Regions from separate parts of the Mus musculus genome. Here regions 1 and 3 are each linked to region 2. Evidence: chromatin contacts called from public HiCAR-type and promoter capture Hi-C data. All regions are on one chromosome and are shown on one strand. The core of a region is the stretch at or near the end of the contact, and the rest is flanking DNA. Distances in the headings are between cores, read along the strand shown. Region 1 holds the start of Pnpt1 (polyribonucleotide nucleotidyltransferase 1). Region 2 holds the start of Asb3 (ankyrin repeat and SOCS box-containing 3). Region 3 holds the start of Ccdc88a (coiled coil domain containing 88A).

Evidence for each region. Promoter capture Hi-C pulls out the DNA fragments that hold promoters and counts their contacts. HiCAR-type assays count read pairs that join an accessible place to other places.
Region 1: a promoter capture Hi-C map of pre-B cells shows a contact between it and region 2. The contact joins the promoter of Pnpt1 here to the promoter of Asb3 in region 2. A contact is called at or near these places in 5 of 39 promoter capture datasets (the C10 cell line, hippocampal neurons, liver and 1 more) and 2 of 9 other capture datasets (adipose tissue and liver).
Region 3: a contact with region 2 is called in a HiCAR-type map of astrocytes, with 3 times the contacts expected there. The contact joins the promoter of Ccdc88a here to the promoter of Asb3 in region 2. A contact is called at or near these places in 2 of 39 promoter capture datasets (hippocampal neurons and pre-B cells), 1 of 115 datasets of contacts at active chromatin or transcription factors (astrocytes) and 2 of 9 other capture datasets (adipose tissue and liver).

Annotation. Positions count from the first base shown.
Region 1 is chr11:29,129,363-29,132,062 of GRCm38.p6, reverse strand. It overlaps Pnpt1 (polyribonucleotide nucleotidyltransferase 1), which reads right to left and starts at 1,319. Exons shown (of 28, transcript NM_027869.2): 1 at 1,145-1,319. The coding sequence starts at 1,305.
Region 2 is chr11:30,953,089-30,955,788 of GRCm38.p6, reverse strand. Asb3 (ankyrin repeat and SOCS box-containing 3) reads right to left here and starts at 1,391. Exons shown (of 10, transcript NM_023906.3): 1 at 1,220-1,391. Erlec1 (endoplasmic reticulum lectin 1) reads left to right here and starts at 1,658. Exons shown (of 14, transcript NM_025745.3): 1 at 1,658-1,875. The coding sequence starts at 1,714.
Region 3 is chr11:29,372,258-29,375,033 of GRCm38.p6, reverse strand. Ccdc88a (coiled coil domain containing 88A) reads right to left here and starts at 1,376. Exons shown (of 31, transcript NM_001363368.1): 1 at 624-1,376; 2 at 427-527. The coding sequence starts at 686.

The DNA of each region.
Region 1 (2,700 bases), core at 70-2,569, 1.8 Mb after region 2:
ATATTATTAGTGTACAAAGTATAATGTGCAATCAGAGAGTTGGTATTAGTTAGCAATTGATGGTGGAATAAAAGCATGTTTGTCAACAACCAGATTATATCAAAGGAAATTTGAACGACCTGACAAATTGCGATATCAGAACTGAAACAGTATGTTATTCAATGAATTCTAATAATGCAGAAAGTCAGAAAGATTTTGGGGGGTAGGGAGTACATGTAATTTTGATTGTTCCAAGAAAGCTATTAAGTTTATGGTGTTTACATGTAATTTTGATTGTTCCAAGAAAGCTATTAAGTTTATGGTGTTTTGTTGTTGTTGTTTACTTTGTCTCATAACAATTTACTTTTCAATATTATATTGTATAAAATACCTCCAAATACATAGTGGACCCATAGCATAGCTAGCCTCTGGGGTTTGGAAGTAGGCATTTGGGAATAAATGGAAGAGTTCTGAAGTTTCTATATGCCAAACCATGTGAGTGAATGCCTACCTAAATACTCTATGAACATAAACAAGAAGATTGATAGAATGAACAAGCAGAACACAGTGATGGGAAGAGTAATCGGATGCCAAGGGAGGACACGGGGCAGCGGCCTGCCACAAAAAGTAGAGCTTTAGGGAAAAGCTTTAAAAAAACCTATTATTTAAAATATCCACATATACACCCCCGCCGTGTGTCTTGTTAACTGAGAAATTTGCCTTTTTGACCTTTTGTTGGATGGTAACTGTACTTTCACTACAGGTTTAACAGGACTATGTGCATCTTATAACTGGCATTCATCTCCGGCTCACACCGGCCATCAGTGGACCTGGGGCACGGAACGATAACGCATTACCTAGGGTTTCCTACTTCAGAGCTCGAGGTCTCGGAAAATAGAGAAAGGATGTCTGGGGCACAGGCAATAGGACTCAGGAAGTTCACCGCAGGGCTAGGAGGAAGATGAAGAGGCAAAAGGCAGCGGCCAGCTTGGGAAAGGGAGACAGACTTTAAATCCGGAAAAAGGAAATCTCGACCTTAGGTTTGGAGTAGAGAACTTAAGAGACTTAGGCTGCTTGATTCCTACCCTGGGGGGGATTTGACTTCTGGGGCTGAATGGACAAGACAGACGCCGCGTGAAAACCGCGAACTCACACCGTTTCTCACCTGTGTCCCAGGTCTACAGTCACCGCTCTGGATCCGGTGCTGCTCCACAACGCTCGCATCTGCAAATAGCTGAGTGCCCGATTCCGCCCGGGCCGGCCGAGGGGGCCGCAGCCCAGCGGTCGGAGGCACGGGCACAAGCAGCACAGCCTGCAGGCCGCCATGACACCCAGAGCGTGGAAGGCCTGGGCAGCGCCTCATTGGCCAGCACTCCTGTGGGCGGAGTCGGACGCAGTTTCGTTTCCGTGGAGCCTGCAAACTGCCGGGAAAGCAATCCTTGCAGGCTTTCTGTAATTGCCAGAGTCAAACCACCAGAATGCGTTTCTTTCAGTCAGCTTTTATTCCCCCACCCTTATCGGTGAAAAATAAGTACTACCTTAAAAAAAATGTATAGATTTAAAGAAAGCCCTTTAATACTTCCCGCGCCGTGTGTGTGTGTGTGTGTGTGTGTGTGTGTGTGTGTGTGTGTGCGCGCGCGCGCTAGTGTTATCACGGTTTGAAAGAAAGTCTTAGAACAATGTGTTTAATAAATGTAACAGTAAATAAATACTGAACAACTCACGATTATTTGGTTCTTACCTAAAGATCTAGGTTTGTGTCTATGGAAGGCCACCTGTAATTCCAACGTTCAGAGGCTGAGAATGAATCCATGAATCATCCTGGCTTGTTAGACTTGCCTGAGGGCTCCAGGTTCAGCAAGGGACCCTACCTCAAAAAATAAGTAGAGCGCTATCAAGCAAGACACCGTACTTTAACCTCTGGCTTCCACACATTCTTAACGTACACACACACACACACACACACACACACATATATATATATATATATATATATATACACACACGCGCACGCGCACACAGGCACACACGCCCAGTCACCTGCACACACTGGTGTATCCACACACATGCAAACTCGCACACACTTAGACACAAACATAACAAAGCAAAGCAAAACAAAACAAAACAAAAAACAAGAAAAAACTTTTTTTTTTGAGAACCCCTTGAATAATTTACCATTCATTCAGTTGTAAGTTTTGGAGAGGTATATTAAAATGGGAAGGAGTCTATGTTTCCTAATGTCACTCTAAAATAATTAGAATAGTAGTAATTTTGAGTCATAAATCAAAAGGAAATAAAAGCATTGATGTTATTCGACGCGTTCTCACGACCGGCCAGGAAGAACACCACAGACCAGAATCTTCTGCGGCAAAGCTTTATTCTTACATCTTCAGGAAAAGAGAGCAAGAAGCAAGAGAGAGAGAAAACGAAAACCCCGTCCCTCTTAAGGAGCATTCTCCTTCGCCTCGGACGTGTCACTCCTTGATTGGCTGCAGCCCATCGGCCGAGTTGACGTCACGGGGAAGGCAGAGCACAAGTAGTCATAAGATACCCTTGGCACATGCGCAGATTATTTGTTTACCACTTAGAACACAGGATGTCAGCGCCATCTTGTAACGGCGAATGTGGGGGCGGCTCCCAACATCTCCCCCTTTTTCTTTTAATAAGAGCAAATAGGCCACCCATATTAATGAGAGTGGAGATAGAGGTCAAATCCCCAGT
Region 2 (2,700 bases), core at 142-2,641:
TACCTTAAAGAAAACTTACAAAGCTGAAAAACGGACTGCTCTTCCTGCTTTTTGATTTGGTTCAAATTTGAGTGTGGGGATATGACAGCCAGCCTTAATCTAGTGGCACTATGTTTTTACCCACTGAAAAATGAACTGCTCTATCTCAGTCATTAGAGTAGAAGTCCTCTGTGATGACTGACGAAACTTAACGTGGAGCCAGGCTTCCCTTAACTGGCCAATGAGTCTTTTGCTCTGGAATGCCTGGGAGATCCTAATGGATAGATAAGAATCAGACAATGGGGCTATAAAGCATTAAAGGCTGCTTGCCTTTTGTAAAACTTACTATCGCTTTGGGGAAGGGATAAAATGGTTTTTTTTTTTTTATTACTGTATAATGAGAAAGTAAGAAACAACTGAGAGAAGTGAGACAATTTTCCTGATCAGATGTAGACTCCATGGATATCAGTAATCCATGTAATTCAGATGTCCTCCTTAAAGCCCCACCTTAATTCACCTTTTGCATGGTGGGCTGTATTTGCTCTATGGCTCCCTTCCTTCTGCCAACAGTAAGAATAAGTTCATTTAGTCTAAATTTGAATTGAGTCTAAGTCTCTTCTCCCAGTGGATTTTAACACCACAACATGGGCAGTCCTTACCAAATGTTCTATGGCAAACACTGTAAAATTATTACACAGGAGATGAAAAAAAATGTGGACATTATTTTCTTTTTTCAAGAAGGGGACAAAAACCAAAACTTTCTGTCTATATTCAGTCTGCTGTAACTTGATTCATAACTTCACATTCACCTGGCTCTGGCCTTGACATAAACTTTCTGGACTTAAGTAAAATAACAACAGTCCAACACTTGAGTCAAGGGAGGGAAAACTTCTCCTGAAGTAAAAATGCAGGACTGTACGCGCCTAGCCACCCAACAAATCTATGCCAAAGTCGAAGGACGTGGCAGGTGTCACTGGGGGTGTCCCCAAACACACAGCATCTGAGACAGACGTGACAACAGTCGCCATCAAAAGAAACTAAGAGAAGCTTCTGGAGAGAAGATGGAGAGTGCAAATAGCAAAAGACTGGAGGGTAGGCAGCTCAGTCGGAACTGTAAGTTCTACTTCGACTCTGCACAGCTCGGTTCTCTACTTGCTTTCTGAGAGCGGGCCGCCGCCCACTCACCCCCAAATCCCGAGAGTCCCTAGCGGCTGGACTGAGCGCGCGGGCCAGGACTCACCTGGCCGGGCCGCTTCGTCCAAGCGCCGTCTCCAGACCCGTTCAACCGGCGTCAGTCCCGGGCCTCTGCGTTTGAGTCCAACCGCTAGGATGCTACAGCAGCAACGCAATGCAACGCGACCCAAGCGCGGGCTTCCGTAGGCCACCGACTCAACAACCCCGGATGTTGATGTGCTGCCTGCCCCGGAAGCGGTGGCCCCAAGCCCTTGTAAGGCGGAGGCGGCTTTGCCCAGCCGTCTGCAAGGAGACGTGGCGGCGGCGGTTGGGTCCCCTGCACTAAGGACGCTTTGTAGTACCTCCTCTTCTTCCTCCTCCTCCTCCTCCTCCTCCTCCTCCTCCTCCTCCTCCTCCTCCTCCTCCTCCTCCTCCTCCTCCTCCTCCTCCTCCTCCCCCTCCTCCTCCCCCTCCTCCTCCCCCCCTTCCTCCCCCTCCTCCTCCCCTCCTCCTGTTCTCCTCTGGTAGAGGAGGTTGTGACGGTGGCTGGAGGACGCGGCAATGGAGGAAGGAGACGGCGGCTTGCGGAGCCTGGTCCCCGGAGGGCCACTGTTGCTGGTTCTGTACGGTCTCCTGGAGGCGTCCGGCGGCGGCCGAGCGCTGCCCCAGCTCAGCGACGACATCCCCTTCCGAGTCAACTGGCCTGGTACCGAGTTCTCTCTGGTCAGTGCCCTCACGAGCCGCAGCCTTCTCCCCTCTTTCTGGCACGAAGCATTCGGGCCAGCCCTCGATTCCTTAGCTTTTTCTTCCAGAACCTTTTTTTCCCAAGCATTTATCGACCCCAAGCCTAAGTGTGTTCGTTCATTCATTAATTCGTTTAGCACACTAAGTGGATATGCCCTCCATACTAACTAGGAGATCAGCGGTCACTTCATCTCCCTCCTTTAAATCTCATTACGTTAGATCTGGCTTCTCTACAGCCCCACTCTGTGGAGGAAGTTTTAGAATTAACTAGCACATCACCCTACCCGCACAACCGTCCAACAGACAGGAGTCCCATCTCTATTCATTCTTTCTCTCCAACACACACTTAAAAACGACGTATACAGCTTCTGAGAATCTTTTCCCTTAAGGCATTTGAGAGGGCTATTTGGTTTGGAAGATATTAGTGAGCTTATATGCGGAATACTACTGGCCATGCAGAATAGACTAGAGGCTTGAATGTATTACCACTATTATTTAGGACTCTAGAACATGAGATTAAAAAGGATTTTATGATCGTTAATTAATGTGTATTGTGTAAAAAGGCAAGAATGAAAGAGCCAGTGGCTGTGAGGCTCCCAATGTGAGAACTGGGAACTGTACTCACCCCTCCGAGAAGAGTAATAATGTGTTTTTAATTTCTGTGGCATCTCTCCAGTCCTAGAATACGAGATTTTGGTGTATAATCTAACAAGAATGGAAATTCAGTTTTGAATGATTGTAGTGCTGAAATGTCTATCCATGTGTAACTACTACAGACAAATTTACCACACACCTAGATCTGGA
Region 3 (2,776 bases), core at 127-2,626, 1.6 Mb after region 2:
ATATTAGTTCACCACTTTCCATTTTTGAACCACTTATTCTTATACTAAAAAGGTTAATAAATATCTTTCCACATATATAACTTCAGTTAAGTCTTTTCCCTGTGGTAGACAAGATTTCTCTATCTCCGTCATTTTACCAAATGACCAAAGATGACACAATGTAGTTTGAATTTCAGCAGTCAAGACAATAAATGACAAAACAGAATTGGCAAAGTCACGGATAAAGTTTACCAATTTTAACAGGTATAACTATTTGGTTGTGATAAATGGGGCAGGCACATAAGAATACCGCTCCTTCCAAGATCCAATTAAACTACCTGATTTTTTTTTTTCTGGCCAAAGAACCAAATTAAGTCGTGAAATCTAAGTTCAAAGTATGTAATGTTTCAAAGAATATAAGTTACCAAGAAAGAAGAAGACACTTACATTTGGAGCATGACCTGGTTCAAGAATACCCCATCCACTAAAGCCACATACTCATCCAGGTTAGTCCCATTTCCTGCAGCCAGAGGTCCAAACGTTTTAACCTAGAACAGAAGGATTATCACGACGTGAACGCCCACCTCCATCTCTGCAGCCACAAATAACACGGCCAAATATACCATAAAGGACATCTTCCTTACCCAAGTGACCAAGGGGCTGGTCATGAACTGCTCCAGAAGGGGAGTGAAGATTTCGTTCTCCATTTTACAGATTATATATTCAGGAGGGGGCGGGGGGAGGAAGTACCACAAATACGCCCAGGGAATTGGTCAGTAAATGTAGAAGACGGAATCAATGAAAGTTCATTCCGGCAGGAGAGGAAAATCCCATCGAAGAAGGGGAAGAGCTGTCCCTCCTTAGCCCCCCCGGGGAAACGAGCCCGAATCCCGCGCTGAGCCGCAGCCGATGCTGGCAGTCTGCACCCGGTGAGGAGGGGCAGAAAAAAGGCATCTGGAGGAGGAGGACGCGGAGAGCGGCCGGGGCACGAGACAAAAAGCCCGTCAAGGTTGCCCCGCTCCCGGGGGGAGCCGGCCAGCGCAGCGGCCGCCAAGAACTCAAGCCCAACGTGGGGGCCGAGGGGGCCGGGCTGGACCTGGGCGAGCGGTTCTGGGCGTTCCGGCCGCCAGTGGGCACGGGCGCCGAGAGCTGGGAGCGTCTGCCCGCAACCTCACAGCCTCAGGCGCGGCTCGCCCCTCTCCAGGCGCTCAGCATCCCTCCGCGGCCTCGCGCTCGCTTCAGCGCCCTGGCCTTGGCCGGGGTCCGGAGCACCGAGGCGTGTCCCTGACCGTCCGGCTGCAGGAGCCCCGCCAGCCTCCGTGTGCCTCAGCGACGCCCGGACGCTCCGCTGCCGCGCTCCAGCCTCCTCCGCCGCCCTCTGGAGGAGCTAGGGTAACGGCCTCGGAACCGCAGTGCCGCAGCACACCCGCCGCCGGCCTGGCGGGCGAGCGCGCCACTCCCTCCGCGCCAGTATCCTTCCGCCGACTCCCCGCCCTCCCGCGCCTCTACCTCTGGATTGTGGGAGAAGAAAACCGCTGCAAGAGCGCGCTCCCGCGTGAGCGCGCCCCCGGCCGGCCCGCCGCCGCCCAGATTCTGGCGGAGCGTGGACGCGCGGACGATGCAGCTGCGGCGGGGGCCCGCGTCGAGTCCGCGCCCCGGACGGATGCCAGGGTGTAGGGGGCGAGACTGAGGAACCGGGCAAGACTGAGGAACCGGGTCTGTCTGCTTGCTCGCTCATGTCTAATTATGGTTTCTTTCCTCCTGGAGCGCCTTCTTTCATGTGTGAAGGAAAAGGAACGAAACCCATCTTTTTTTTAAACACGAGGGGTGCAGACATCCTCTTTCGGACACTTTGATTTGCTCTGTTAAACATGCTTTCTCGCCCCCTAAAAGGCCTAGGAAAGCTGCAGCAAGAAGCAAAAGCACATCTTGGGGGGATGGAGGTTGTTTTTGTTTTCCCGTCTTTTCATATATATATGAAATATTTATAGATATAATATATATTTATATAATTTATATATTATATATATATGAAATATTTATAAGAGTCGAGAATAACCAAAGCTGCCTTTCAACATGGGATTTCCTGACTGGAGTTTCCATGATGCAGGCATTATTTTTTGACTTCTTGGTCACTGGGAAAAAAAATCCAAATTGAGAGCCACAAGAGAAAATATTTAGAAATCATCCAAGTTGTGTGACAAACATTTGTTAAAAATCATTTATCTTATGTACTAGAGGGCCCATCAAAATATGACAGTTCCACAGCAAATTAAATGTTATTCTTCCTCATACCCATAGCATGTCCAGGATAAGATGGAATAGAAAACATCTTTTTCCAAACACAATATGGTATTGTGATATTACAATGCATTTTATGTTTGCACAGTGCTTACAAGTACCTATCCTCTTTGACTACTCATATGTTTAATGATATCTATTTTTGTATGTTTTATTTTTCATTGATTGTATGAATTTTTGCCTTGGATGTATGTTTCTTCCCCACTTATGTGCCTGGTTCCTGTGGAGGTCAGAAGAGGGCACTAGGTTCCCTGGAACAGAGGTTAGAGGCAGCCATGAGCCACTGGATGCCAGGAATCAAACCCTGGTCCTCTGCACCAGCAACCAGAGCTCATAACCACTGAGTCATCTCTCCATCTCTCATAATTTAAGGTAACAGTAAACATGTTTTATCATATACTAAATTAAACACCACAATTTCTTCAGGATTTCTTTTGTTTGTTTGTTTGTCTGTTTGCTTGTTTTCAAGACAAGGTTTCTCTGTGTAGCTGTCCTG